2 separate regions of the Mus musculus genome follow, and region 2 is linked to region 1. Evidence: chromatin contacts called from public promoter capture Hi-C data. All regions are on one chromosome and are shown on one strand. Each heading gives the region's core, a stretch centred on a gene start, on an enhancer-like site or on the middle of the called end of the contact. The rest is flanking DNA. Distances are from core to core; before and after follow the strand shown. Region 1 holds the start of Cyria (CYFIP related Rac1 interactor A). Region 2 holds the start of Nbas (neuroblastoma amplified sequence).

Region 1 (2,710 bases), core at 174-2,673:
CACAAGACAGTCAGAAACAGGCAGGAAAAACAGCCCCTGGTCTGCCTCCTCTCTTCACACGAAGCCCTCACAACCAGTGTGTGAAATTTAGTCTGACTGGGAACAATCCTAACAGGCTGGTCTTCCCAAAGCTGAGGCCTGGCTAGGAGCCACCCTCCTCTTGCTGCTATGCACAGGTTCTCAAACTGCATGGTGCTAACCCAGCTTTCCCTGAGCCCTGGAGACTCAGCACTGTGCAGATAGCATGGGACAATCTGGAAGAGGTGATGATTGGTCAGAGTAGGGAAAGTTTCTAATAAGAAAACCACTAGGCTTCAGGGGAGCCCTATGAGCCTGGGGTTCTCTAAGAAGTAGGCAGGTAATCACCCGCATAGGAGGAGAAAGCATGCCCAGAAAAACTCAGAATGGTGGTTCTATCAGTACTGGACCCTTCCTCTTCCAGTAATGGCTGACAGGATTCTGGGGATCGTCACAGAGATGTAGGTTGGGGGCGAGGGTGAGAGCTTTAGCAGATTTAAATGGCAAATGCCCTAGACCTCGTCTCTGGGGACATAGGCCAAGAAGTTTAACAGCTTGGAAAAGGAATAGGGGACAGGCTGGCACATTTTTGTCAAAAGGTGTTCTTGCCAGTCTCTCAGCTGGCAAATAAGACAGGTGTGTCTACAAAAAAGCATGGCTGGCCTGAGACCAGTGCCTCGGGAAGTGGGTCAAATTGTTCCCGAAGCTCCAGCTTGGAAAAGTCTCCTCCTGCTGGACTCTAGTTAGGAGTTCTGGCATGAGGGGGAGTGAATACCGCGGAGGCGAGGAGGTCCTAGGCACAGCAGTTTGCCTGCTGGCTAAGCACCTCTGTGGCAGGTGGCAGCAAAAGGGTACAGGTGTGCAGGGGCCAGAACAGGCTTCATCCACGCTTGGGGCTACAGAAATATGGGGAGCAGAGGCATGGCCCTGGCAGGGGAACCCGGAGGAGGTAGATCGCGGGTCTCCTGAAGAATAGCTTTGGAGATGAAGGTTCGGGGGAGGGGCGGGGGGGTGGCGGTAGGGGTGGGAGTGGTTGAAGGGTGAAGGGACTCTTCTGGAAAAGAAATAAAATCAGGAGAGAGACCCGGAGAGAGGGAGCAATGGACGCACAGACCTCTGTGTTCGGGAACCAAGAAGAACAGTTCAAGACCGAGTCGTGAGCTAGCTGCCTCCCTCCCTCGCCCGGGGCTGCAGGGCGTCGCGAGCCGGACGAAGAGAGCCACAGTCGCCCCGCTCCACCAAATCCGGCGCCCGGGAGGCCCTTGTGCCTCCGCAGCGCCTTTCCCTGCCAGTCCCAGCCCGCGATCCCTGCCGCGCCCCAGCCGAGTCCGCACCACGCTCACCGGAGTCGCAGCCGCTGTCGCCGCCTCGTTCCTGCTCGGCCGCCCGCTCCGCTGCTGTGGATGCCTCTCCGGCGGCAGCCTCAGCCCGAGAGTCGACTTCCAGCCCCGCCCCGCCCCGCCCACGGCCCGCCCCACGGCCCGCCCGCCCCTCCCTGGCTTTGGAATCCCACCCTGCTGTCACCCGGAGGGCCGGTTCACTTCTAGCCAGGCTAGGCACTAGGATCTGCACCCAGGAGTTAGCACTGTACCTCCCAGCTAATGTTAATACTCTCTGCCTGGACCACTTGTCTTGCTATTCACTAGGAGGCCTAAATTCCTTCATTACCCACTTTTCCCCTCAGACAAACAAAATACAAACAAAACACCCCCAAAGACACACTCTCCATAGGCCACTGGCATACACTCACACTGATACTAGTGCTCCCCCTCCCTGGCCCCAGGTTACTTTGGATGGTGAACCTGCTTGCTCTCACACTTCCCTTGCCTGTCCTAGTAACACACGCCTAGCTTTAAAGGCCACCGTTATTGAATGTGATCCCAAAAAATGTCTTCCCAAATGATGCCTAGCCTATGAAATGCAACGGTCTTCTAAACAGTGAATTTAAAATTCTGCGAGGTAAGGAGAAAGTAGCTTACAGCTCTCATTGTCACAGATCATTGTTTTAAAACATCTGCCGAGGAGGTTTTGTACAGAAAGGGAGATTCCGGAAGCCCAGAGGACCGAGCTGTGCCAAACAGGTTGTGAGTCAGAGCCCCTGTATGTGTGTTTGCCTTGCAGATACCTAGGTTGGCTGCTCTTTTTCCCAGTCAGCCAACCAGAGAAGATCATTATACAATTTATACAGTATTAAACCTTCACAGTGTGTCAGGCCTTGTGCTGACAGCCATGGCTTCTTTGGGTAGTGAGTTTGTGGGTTGGGAACAGGAGGAAAAGCCTGGGGCTCCAACAGTGGAAGGTGCTTCAGGGAGAGCATTGCTCTATCCCCTTGCTTGAGGCCAGTATGAGTCCCCATGACAAATTTACTCCGCCTAAGTCTCCTGAGGCTCTTGATAGTCTGCGTTTCTGACAGGCTCCCAGGAACTGCTTAGCAGTAGAGTGTTTGGTTCAGTTTTGGCAAGAATTCAGACAGGATCTAGACAGGCACAGTCTAGTTAGAATAATATAGTCTCCTACATGGAAATGGTCCTTGGGTTGCATAAGTTTCTCAAGCTCCCTGCCCCCCACCTGTACTCATCTTATTTTTTGTCCATCTGAAGACAGTTTATTTTATGTTATTATGGCTCTATTAGAATTTTTCTTGCCATGACCTTAGCTTTGATTTGTTTGTCTGAAACACACAGACACAGAT
Region 2 (2,746 bases), core at 37-2,536, 1.0 Mb before region 1:
GGCAGATAAGAAAAGGCAGAGGACAACGAGATTTCAATATAAGTTGACTCCGTGTTGTTTTTTTAATCAACGTATAGTGCTAAGCATTGAGACAGTATTACAGACATTTCTGAAATGCTAGATATCTTTATCCAACTTAAAGGCGGCAGCAGCCTCTCAATTTCATCATCTACAAAATGTCCACGTCACTCACTAGAAACCGAAACGAATAACAATATATGCAGCTTTTTGCCATTACAAGACCTAATTGAAGACAAGCAGAATAAATACTCAGAAGACAAGGTAAAGGAGCTCACTGGGCCAGATTTAAGAGTCTTCCTAGCCATGCTGCTTCCCCAGGGCCTAACACACGGGCATGCCAGGCACTTGATACCATGTATGTCAAGTAAATGGGCCTTGGGCTCCTGCTTTCACCCTATGACCCGAAGGCTTTCCCTAGGAAACTAGTAACTCCAGGGTCCATAAGTTGGCAAACACCACAACTTTGTCTCCAGCAGAATTGGAGAACCGCTGCTTCTTTCTCTCCACTCCCTTGGCATTCTACTCAGCCAGCACTTCGGGCTTGGTAATGAGAAACGTTCACTGGATTGGCTATCTCTCCTCCACACTGCAAGTTCCATGAAAACACTGTCTCTGAATGCCCAGCAGCCTGCACCATATCTGGGGTCCGAGTGTGTGTGTGTGTGTGTGTGTGTGTGTGTGTGTGTATCACACACACACACTGAGAGAGACAGAGACAGAGAGAGACAGAGACAGAGAGAGACAGAGACAGACAGACACACACACACACTAGTAAATGCGTATTACTGAGACTTTTAAAGGACGATAGAGTCCTGCGAAATTCTCCCGCCACAGGTAACAAGATTACAAGGCAAGTCCGGATATGACAAGGACCTAGGGAAGAAGAGTGACACTGACCTGCCGAGAGGGTGACAGCCTGAGTGGGGATACACAGCCGAATTCGGAGCCAAGGCTGACTACAGACACCCTTCAGCGAGCCCTGGACCCGGCAGCCCCGCCGTTGCCAGGAGACAACACAGCTGCTATCCCCGCTCCACTTGCACTGCGTGGCACCGCGACGTGGCTTTACACGCCCCGCGCCCGCGCCCGCGCCATGCCTACAGCCTTAAAAAGAGAGCCCGGCTCACCTGCACTTCTGTCTCAGGTGGCCATTCGGTATTGACCAGCAAGTCATAGAGAATCGTCTCCTCCTCGTCCGCAGAGCCGGGACTCAAAGCCGGCGCTGACTCGGGGGCCGCCATGTTGGCCGGGAACAGAGTGGTGGAGGGAGGGGCACTACGGCGACTCGCGCGGGTCATACTTTCCTGGACGCGGCCGCTGGTGATTGGCAGAGTGAAATGAATTAAGTGCGGAAAGGGAATGCTAAAAATGACAGAAAGGGAATGCTAAACTTGACAGATCTGTGGGTCTAAGAATGGCCTTGTCTTGTATGAGATATGTCTTGGACCCTGGTCCACTTTTTGTTCATTTGTGCCTGAAATGAGTCAAGTCACTGAACTTTTCTTACCCAGTCAGCGTCTACGAAGCTGCAAGAACCTCCCAGAGTGCTGGTGTTCATGTACAGATTCTTCTGCAAACACAGAACGTGTTCGGAGAGTGGACTTTAAATGTACCAAGGGGTTATTCAGTTCACAGGAAGGGTGCTTTAGGCACCTAGAAAAAAACAGTGAGGCTGATGAAGACACCCTGTAACAAGGAGAGCTTGTCAGCTGTGTAAGAGAGGATGTCCTAAAAATCACCATACAACATGGACTAGCCTCAGACCCAGTCCTCCTGCCTCAGACCCAGTCCTCCTGCCTGAGCCTCCCCAGTGCTCAGAGTACAGAGATGTGCCATCAGGCCCAGCCCTGGGCCTTCAACTATAGGTAGAAATTGGGTTCACTGGAAGTCAGGAGAGAATATATCAGTTAGGAGGTGCACAAGACATAGGAAGATTACGTTGCTATAACAGACAGGGTGAATAGAGAGGCCAAGCTGAGAAAGGGTGTGGAGGACGATAAAGATAGGGCAGCTTGAGGATTCCCTAGAGGGGAAACTTACCTCATTTGCTTGCTCGTTTATTCATTCATTCATTCATTCATTCATTCATTCAGCATATGCCTGTCTTTGCAAGGCCCTTTAGTGTAAGCAGAGCCAATTACGACCAAGACGACCACATTGTTGTTGAGTTGAAAAGAAGTGAAAATTCACAAGATACCTTTCAGAAATTATCCTGTAGAATAACCAACTTAGTGCATTAGGCAATGGTATAATAAAATGCACAACTGGAGCGTGTCTAATTGTTCCCATGTCTCTCCAAGTTCATCTGCACCTTGTACTCTCACAGCTAAACTTTTGCCACACACACACACACACACACACCATTCAACTTTGCTGTTTCTAAGACAACAGACACACATAAACATCAGGAGATCTGACACGGATGTTCTTTGTACACAGAGGTTGTACCTGATGTGGCTCTGCTATTGCTCTCTCATCTCCTTCCGGTTGTAGTTTAAATGCCACCTTCCCTCCGAACTCTTGTTCCTGTCTAAGTTCACACTCACTTTCTTCCCACTCCAGCTTCCCAGCCCTCCCCGTGCCTGCTCAGGTTGTCTGTTTGTTTGTCTGCTTGTGTGTTTAACACAACATTTGTTATCATTGGATATGCTATGTGATGTATAATTTATTTTACTTGTGTACAGTCTGTCCTCATCCTCCAAAAATGTAAACTCTAGCCCAGAAG

Evidence for each region. Promoter capture Hi-C pulls out the DNA fragments that hold promoters and counts their contacts.
Region 2: a promoter capture Hi-C map of pre-B cells shows a contact between it and region 1, with 4 times the contacts expected there. The contact joins the promoter of Nbas here to the promoter of Cyria in region 1. A contact is called at or near these places in 4 of 39 promoter capture datasets (cranial neural crest, liver and pre-B cells), 1 of 484 Hi-C or Micro-C datasets (uterus), 2 of 115 datasets of contacts at active chromatin or transcription factors (astrocytes and bone marrow-derived macrophages) and 2 of 9 other capture datasets (liver and pancreatic islet).

What each region holds. Positions count from the first base shown.
Region 1 is chr12:12,260,890-12,263,599 of GRCm38.p6, reverse strand. Cyria (CYFIP related Rac1 interactor A) reads right to left here and starts at 1,423. Exons shown (of 12, transcript NM_001146119.2): 1 at 1,362-1,423.
Region 2 is chr12:13,267,667-13,270,412 of GRCm38.p6, reverse strand. It overlaps Nbas (neuroblastoma amplified sequence), which reads right to left and starts at 1,286. Exons shown (of 52, transcript NM_027706.1): 1 at 1,149-1,286. The coding sequence starts at 1,262.